Regions from separate parts of the Mus musculus genome. Here region 2 is linked to region 1. The links are chromatin contacts, called in public HiChIP or PLAC-seq maps. All regions are on one chromosome and are shown on one strand. The core of a region is the stretch at or near the end of the contact, and the rest is flanking DNA. Distances in the headings are between cores, read along the strand shown.

The links. HiChIP or PLAC-seq counts read pairs in DNA pulled down with a chosen protein or histone mark.
Region 2: an H3K27ac HiChIP or PLAC-seq map of microglia shows a contact between it and region 1, with 7 times the contacts expected there. The contact joins two enhancer-like sites. A contact is called at or near these places in 3 of 39 promoter capture datasets (cranial neural crest, liver and maxillary cranial neural crest), 1 of 484 Hi-C or Micro-C datasets (nephron progenitors), 5 of 115 datasets of contacts at active chromatin or transcription factors (acute myeloid leukemia, bone marrow-derived macrophages, embryonic basal ganglia and 2 more) and 2 of 9 other capture datasets (embryonic stem cells and embryonic tail).

What each region holds. Positions count from the first base shown.
Region 1 is chr8:125,225,162-125,228,968 of GRCm38.p6, forward strand. All of the region lies in intron 10 of Disc1 (disrupted in schizophrenia 1), which reads left to right. Among named protein-coding and RNA genes, the nearest start is that of Gm30713, 160 kb to the right of the region's middle. Within about 2 kb of position 2,145, at least 74 of the 459 cell types and tissues checked have an H3K27ac peak or open chromatin away from gene starts, as enhancers often do. A contact at or near this core is called in acute myeloid leukemia, bone marrow-derived macrophages and microglia, where this site is marked.
Region 2 is chr8:125,598,927-125,602,679 of GRCm38.p6, forward strand. The region is part of intron 2 of 4930567H12Rik (RIKEN cDNA 4930567H12 gene); the gene reads left to right. Among named protein-coding and RNA genes, the nearest start is that of 4930567H12Rik, 16 kb to the left of the region's middle. Within about 2 kb of position 1,310, at least 33 of the 459 cell types and tissues checked have an H3K27ac peak or open chromatin away from gene starts, as enhancers often do. A contact at or near this core is called in acute myeloid leukemia, bone marrow-derived macrophages and microglia, where this site is marked.

The DNA.
Region 1 (3,807 bases), core at 895-3,394:
TTTACGTTTCCAATGGAAATCATGTAATTATTTCCTGGACGAAGCCTAAGGTGAGAATCACTAAGAGATGACTTGTGACAACTACACAGACCATCTGGCCAAGTTACTTCCATTATTATTCTGTAAACGAGACTGTAAGCAATGCCGTGGTTTCCCCAGAGGTGCCGCAGCCGCTGGGGCAGGCCGGTGCGATGCATCAGCCGGCTCAAGCCTGTCTTAATCGACTCTTGCATGGATTTCTCTATTTGTTGCTCTCTGTGGAACTGTCCTTGTTCTGACAGTGGAGTTTGGTAGTGCTGGCAGTTACAGGATTGGATGGAAGTGGCCCCCGAGGCTGCTGTGGCACAGGTGTGTTCATTTGTGTGGCTCACTGGAGTGTGAAGGGGAGATGGGGTTTGAAGGATATCTCCTCCTCCTGCTAGTCAGAAGGGCAAGCTGCCCCTGGAGTTTGCCTGACCTGTCATCTCTAAGTGACTGTGAGTCCTTTCAATAAGAGGAAGGGGCTAGTCGGGTTTAGGTGAACAGTCTGAGAGTAAACATGGTCCCACGTAGGTTTTAGCATCCAAGAGGGACTTCTTTTGACATTGTGACATAGCATGTTCATCTACAAAGTTCACTATGGAGGACCCTGCCAAAATTTTCTATCGTAATCCCCTTGTGTTTTAAACAAGTCGCAACATGTTAGGTCACTCTCATGGCCATGCTTGGCCACGTGTGGTGTGCAGGCAGCAGTGGAAACACCTGGTGGACGTTCACACAGAAGCCTGGAGCCTGGTTCTCGTCTGAAACTCCTTTAGTCTGAACTCTTCTGACAGCCAGCAGACTGATGTCCAGACAGTCTAATCCCCAGAAAGATGATGCTGATCTCATGTCGGGGTGAATAGAGTGTCCCACATATCTTTTTTTTTTCCAAGACAGGGTTTCTCCGTGTAGCCCCGGCTGTCCTGGAACTCACTCTGTAGACCAGGCTGGCCTTGAACTCAGAAATCTGCCTGCCTCTGCCTCCCAAGTGCTGGGACTAAAGATGTGCACCACCACGCCCGGCAATGTCCCACATATCTCGTCTTCTCAACGGTTCTTATACTACTGGCTTTTTGGCTTTAACTCACTGACCCCCCCCCCAAAAAAAATATTAAGCACAGTCAGGTGATCCCCTTGCTGTTATTGATTTGGCTGCATTTGGCTGCATTTGGGAGGCCTCCCCACTGGACCTCACAATCCAATGTGGGGAGCAGCCTGCTTCTCAGGGGAAGGTAGAGAGATTGGATGACTTAGGAATCATCTTTCTGGTGTGGCTTGATGGATTCTGGGGGCCTTCTGTCTGCTAACATTAGAGAAGGATACACTTCAGGACTATCTCTACAGCATGGCTTGAAAGCCCTGAGAAGGCCTTGATAAGATCATCTTTGTCTCTGGTTGGAGAAGAGCAGAACTTGGGGCAGAACAGAGTGTGGTCTGGCACCGTGCTTTCTGGCACTGCATGTGTGTCACTTAACCATGCACAGAGGCTGAGAGGCCACCACGGGCAGGACAATGGGACGTGGCTCACCTGAAGAGCTTGAGATCTCATAGCTGAGATACAGAAAAAGCCCAGCGTCCTCTGATGGGGCCGAAAGCTTGAGGAGAGCCTGTGCGCCCTCCAGATTAGGAACTGTGTGCTCAGTGCCAATGGGAAACACACAGAGAGGCAAATATTTGCTTGAAGAGTGTCTTTCTGACACGCCAAGGTACGATTCTCCCCTGAAAAGCCAATCACTAGCTAACCCCAGTTCCGCATTAGAATCAGAGGAAAATGAACCCCCACAGCAAGAGACCCCTCGTTTGGTACATCCAGCGGAGATAATGTGACCAGCATGCAAGGCACAGAATACTGATAAGGCTGTGACAAGTCACGCTTAGACTCGGTGTCACATTCAGATGGTAGCTGAGAGATGAAAAGCAAACAGAAATTAATCCCCCTCCAGGAATCTCATACACATTCACTTAGCGCTAGCCTGCCGCTCAGCGGTCTGTCTCCCATTCTCCCCATTAATAACTATAATCAAATGTCCATGATCAGTTTCCACCAACCGGGTAATTGCTCTGGCTCCCCCATTCTCTGGGATGGGCAATGTGTTCACAAGATGGGGCAGTTGTGTAACCGTTCTGTCCATGCGAACTCCGGAAGTCAGCCGTGCCCTGCAGCTGTGAGTGTCAGCCCACTTGCTCTCTGTGGAGTGAAGGAAGGAAGTAATTTTATTGTGCTATTTTTAGACTTCAATTTAGATTTCAGCTGTTATGATACTCTGTGTGCCTGGATGGATAGAGATGTCTGCACACAATTCCTCGGTACAGTTCTGAGTTGGCCCTGGGCTCCAGCAGGTCCCAGATTTCTTCTCAGCCTGTGACCGCAGCAGTGCCCTGTCACAGTGACTTCCCCTCAGCTGAGACCTGTCGGGTCATAGGGTGATGGTGCCATCATGTACCCATAGTGCCTGGCAAACGGATGCTTCCTTTTACCTGAGGAGGCTCAATCTGTCCTCTCCTATACATGCCTAATGGGCACCCCACAATTCTCTGTAAGTAGACTCAGTTCATGGCTGTCTTGCAGTTTGAGACAGTTTTCTAGAGGCGGTGGATGAAAGCTCTGACAAGAGGGTTTCCTTTCTCACAAGCCAGAAGGATGAGGGCACTGGGCTGCCTTTGCCTCTGCCGTGGAAGATAGCTCTGAACCTCAGGAGAATTCCTAGGTCTCCAGCATTAGGAGTGAAGCTAGCCTGAAACACTAAGGGGTTCTTGGGTGTGTGCCAGACGTACCCGCCTGAGCCTGTTGGGTGTCAGGCACGTGTGTGTTGGCACCTGTGCCAATTCAGATCTCTGTGCCTGAGAACCAACCCTGTAGATATTGGAACACAGTGGCCATTAACCCACAACTTATTCATTACCGGCACAGTTTGTAGCACAAGCACCAACTGTGACATCATACACCACCACCTTGTACTATACAGGTCAGAAAAGCGGGATCCTAACGGGATTTCCCATGTGGCCTTATAGAGGGATCTGTGCCCATGGCCTCTTCTGCTTCTTCCTCTCCCTCCTCACCTCTCCTCTTCTCCCTCATCCACCTCCCCTTTCTCTTGCTTCTTCTCCCATCAAATCGCAGACTTCTTAAATAACCTGCCATGACCTGGATATCTATGCCCTGTCTCAATTAAAGTATTGATTCTTACTCCCCATTGGGGTGTGGCCTTCAGAAGTTATAACATTAGCATCTTTGCTCCTCCCACCATACAAGGACACAGCTAGATGTCGTCATCTACGGGACAGTGTACCCTCAGATTTTCTGATGCCTTGATCATATATACATTCAAACTTTAATATATGCATACATATATATCCAAAAACATCTAGATATTTCTGTTTTGTCCTTCTGAGCTGCTTAGAAAGCTCTCTCCCCCTTAGACATTGTAGAGATAATTTGAAATTTGAGTTTGGTTTGTTTGGGCTTGAGCAGTCAAGAAGCCAGACTGAATGGCCCTTCCATATTTATTCTGAGACTTTAAATTTTAATGTAGCCAATTCCACAACAATTACCACCAGGAAGGCTTCCTTTTGTTAACCTTAGGTTGGATACTTTTCCAGTCTCTCTGGGCAGGTGTTCTTTCAGTGATTGTAAGCCAAATGCTTTCCTCCCATCCATTGCTTTTGCTCAGTGTTTTATCACAACAGATAGGGAGCTAGGATACCCATGTCTGTGATTTGTTGATAATCTGCAGCTTTGGGAGTGCTTATGCAATCCATGGTGGGCTGGCTTTCCACAGCAAGAAA
Region 2 (3,753 bases), core at 60-2,559, 370 kb after region 1:
GTATGGAAAGGAAACAATGAGCTGCACCACGGAGGAGGAAGAATCAACTGAATGATTCCCACTGGAGTTCTAGTTCAAACAAACCCGGCTCCTGGAGAAGCCCGGAGTTTGTGTGTTCAGCTCTGAGTTGCAGGAGACAAGGCTACTGAAAGAAAAATCTATTTCTATGTTAAGTCTTTGAAGAGATTGTCTCAAGTTTCTGAGTTGTTCTTTGAAGTAAAGAAGTAATTAGTTGGAAAGAAGTTAATTTGCACATGTAAAGATTTATCAAAATGCCAGAGCGGGTGTCCCAGTGGGCAGCTGAAGGGCTCCCAAAGGGCTGTGTAGGGCAAGGGTGCCTTTCCTTACAAGGCACACATTCCCACCCATGTTCATCCTCCCCCTCAGGCCCATGGAAAGAACATCCAACGCAAGAAGTGCTTTAGTTCCCATCTGAAAGTCTCTCTCCACAAAAGTACAGCACATTCCCCAGGATGGCTCTTCAGTCACACCAGCTCTCTTCTCTCCATTTGGATATATGTTCTCCATTTCTCTCTTGACTGAGTGCTGACACAGCACCAGCATTGCTGTATAAACAAGTGTCCACAACTGGTCCTCCATGGATACGTCCAAGAAGCACTTGGACACCCCACTCTAGACAGCCGTCCCTCCAGGAGCCATGTGGCATCGATGTTTAGCTTCTGTCTTTTTAAATGACTCTCACCTGAGTGACGGACTGACTTCCAGGAAACCTGGCACCATTTATAAATGACTAGCACACTGGTGTACGCCAGCACACACCCAGTCGGGAGCTGCGCTGCCCAAGGGGCTTACCAGCACATATCCAATCAGGAGCTGCGCTGCCCAAGGGGCTTACCAGCACATATCCAATCAGGAGCTGCGCTGCCCAAAGGGCTTACCAGCACTCATCCAATCAGGAGTTTCGCTGCCTGCTGGGCTTATCATCTGGGTTCTATTTGCTGTCACTCGGAAACTTTCCCTTTCCACTCTCATGTCCATCTCTCTCTTTTTCTATTATTTTCATCCACGTCTTTACTTTCTACTACTGGCCGCTCCCCGATGCCTGTGAGCCATATCACTTGCATCTTATCCCTGTGACAAAATATTATGACCCAGGTAAGGAAGAGCTCATGTTGGCTTAGGGTTCCAGCGGGAGAGCCCATGATATTGGGTTGGGGGATTAGATGGCGACAGGAAGCTACGTCAAGAAGCCAGGCGATCGTGCTGTTAACCACACACACAGAGCAGAGAGAGTGAGCTGAAGTTACAAACTCTCACAGCCTGGCCCCAGTGACACACTTCCTCCAGCCAGGCTCTGCTTCCTAAAGGTCCACAACTTCCCCCAAATAGTGTCACATGATGTCCATAGTCAGAAAGCAGAGAGAGCTGAGAGCTCAGGTCGCTTTCTTGTTTTATTCCGTTTTGGATGCTGACCCACGGATGGTACAACTGTATTTTAGGATAGGTCATCCCACCTCAGCTGCCTAATCTAGATAATCCCTCACAGACATGCATGGAGATTTGTTTCCATGGTGACCCTAAATCCTGTCAAGACAATCAATATTAACCACACGCCCAACTGATTAAAATCCACAGAGCCTGCCAGCCCTCTCCTGAGACATAAGTACTACAAAGTATGGTTTGGACAGTAGCCGACAAGATCACAGCCATTCAACCTTACCACAGAACCCCATGAGGGGCCCCCAATTTCCTTGGTATCGTCTGGTGACCATGAAGGGATCCGCTAGAGTTTCTAATACATACTTGGTGGTCTGAGCAGGGAAGTTACAGAAAGGTCTCTGAAGACAACTGTGGCCATAACTTACGGCTTTAGCAGCAGCCAATCCATACCCAGGGTGAGGCCCAGACAAGATCCAGGTGGCATTGCTCGCTTGCTGTTTCTAGTTATCATTGCTTGGTGGGACCTTGAAAGGGAGAGGCGCAGAGGGGACTCCAACACCAGCTCCCTTGCCACATGATAAGATCAATTCATTTCCTAAGACAGGCTAAGGAGAGGGGGGTTATAAGGCATCTAAAGCATGGTCACTTTGACCCAGATCTTGAAGGAAATGTCTGGGTGTTTGTCTGTACTTCATCTAGGAGCCCGTGGCGGGTGGAGTGGGGGGCTGACAGAGGAAATACAGGAATAGAGTTGAGGAGAAAAAGGAAGTTGTGAAGGCAGGGAGGGAGAAAAGAAGGCAGGCAGACTGACCGCTCAGACTTGCTGCTTCTGAACAGGTTTGCTTTCCTACTGAATGTCATGTTGTCACACTGGGTCTCCTAGAACTAACTAAAACTTCTCCGGTGAGTAGCCAGCCAGCGGGGACTGTTGGTGGACGCACAGGTGGAGACTATCAGTTCAGTCACAGTTCCAGAGCTAGGCACGTTCCAATTCAATTCCAATAACTTTTTCCTTAGAGAATGATCCTTCATTGAGACCATTACAGGGTTTTAAAACAAGCGCTAGTTGTCATCTTGTTGAACAGCCCTTATAGACTTCGGATAACATCCTGGCGAGGCAAGTATTGTTTTGATTTTCAAGCTGTAGAAAGGGCAAGGCAACTCTACCCTGATGGAAATCGCAGCTAGTTTCTGCTGCCCCAGGTGTCACAGCCTCAGTCACAGAACTGACCGAGCACTCCAGGACAACGGCGGCTCATCCGACTCTGATGTTGGAAGTAACTAAATTAAGCCCCTGAAAGTGAGACATACAACTCAAGACACAGAAAAGGAGCCTGGCTCATAGCTCGATTCATTTTTATTTTAAATGTTGTATTGTGAGTGTTTGTGTGTGTGGGCACGTGGAGATCAGGGGTTGATGTAGGGTGCCTTCCTCTGAACTCTGCTCGACACCTGGTTTTTTGAGACAGGGTCTCTCACTGAACCAAGAGTTAACCAATTGGCTAGTCTGGCAGATCAACAAGTCATGGGATCCTATTCTGCTCTGCCTCCCCAGGCCTGGGATTGCAGGCACATAGTTCTACTGACACTCAAAAATAAAACAAAACAAAATACCTCTGTGTGTCTCCACATATGTGAGTGAGAGTCCAAACCTACTCCATCTGGGGACCGGCCTCCATCTTAAAGAAAAGGAAAAAAAGCATGAGAAGTTGACCTGCAGCAGAACCCAGGCTGCACCCACGTACCAGGAAGGACCCCACAGCTTGTCCTTGGCCAGAGTTACTCCCTAGCTACTTCTTAGCAAGAGTTAATCAAAGATGAGTCTGATTGTTTCAGACGTACTTTCAGGCCATTTGTGATTGTGTGCCATCTTGCTTCAGAGCACCCACCTGTCAGCTTATAGTCATCCTAGGAGATGCCTGCCAGACTGGACACCCCTCCCTCATCCCCTCACTTGCTCCCATTTCTATAAAAATGTGTCCTGCAGAGGGTTCAAGGCTGTTCCACCTTCCCTTCCTGTCCTGTCAGAGTTGGGTTGGAGGAGAGGCCAGCCTGAGCTTGTAATAAAGAGACCCTAATGCTATTACATCATCAGAGACGGCCCCTTGGTGGCCTTTTGGGGTTCACCAACGCTTCCTGGCACAACGTGAGCAGAACACGCGTGTGCTAGAGCACATGTGTGATGGTCACGGGAAAGCCTCAGATGTTGGCATTAGCCTTCCACCTTAGCCCAGAGACTCTCATTTACTGCCATGCACGCCAGGTTCACTGGTCTGGAAGCTTCCGGAGGCTCTCTTGCTTCTACCTCCCATTTTGTCCTAGGAGTTTGGGGATTACAACATGCTACCATGT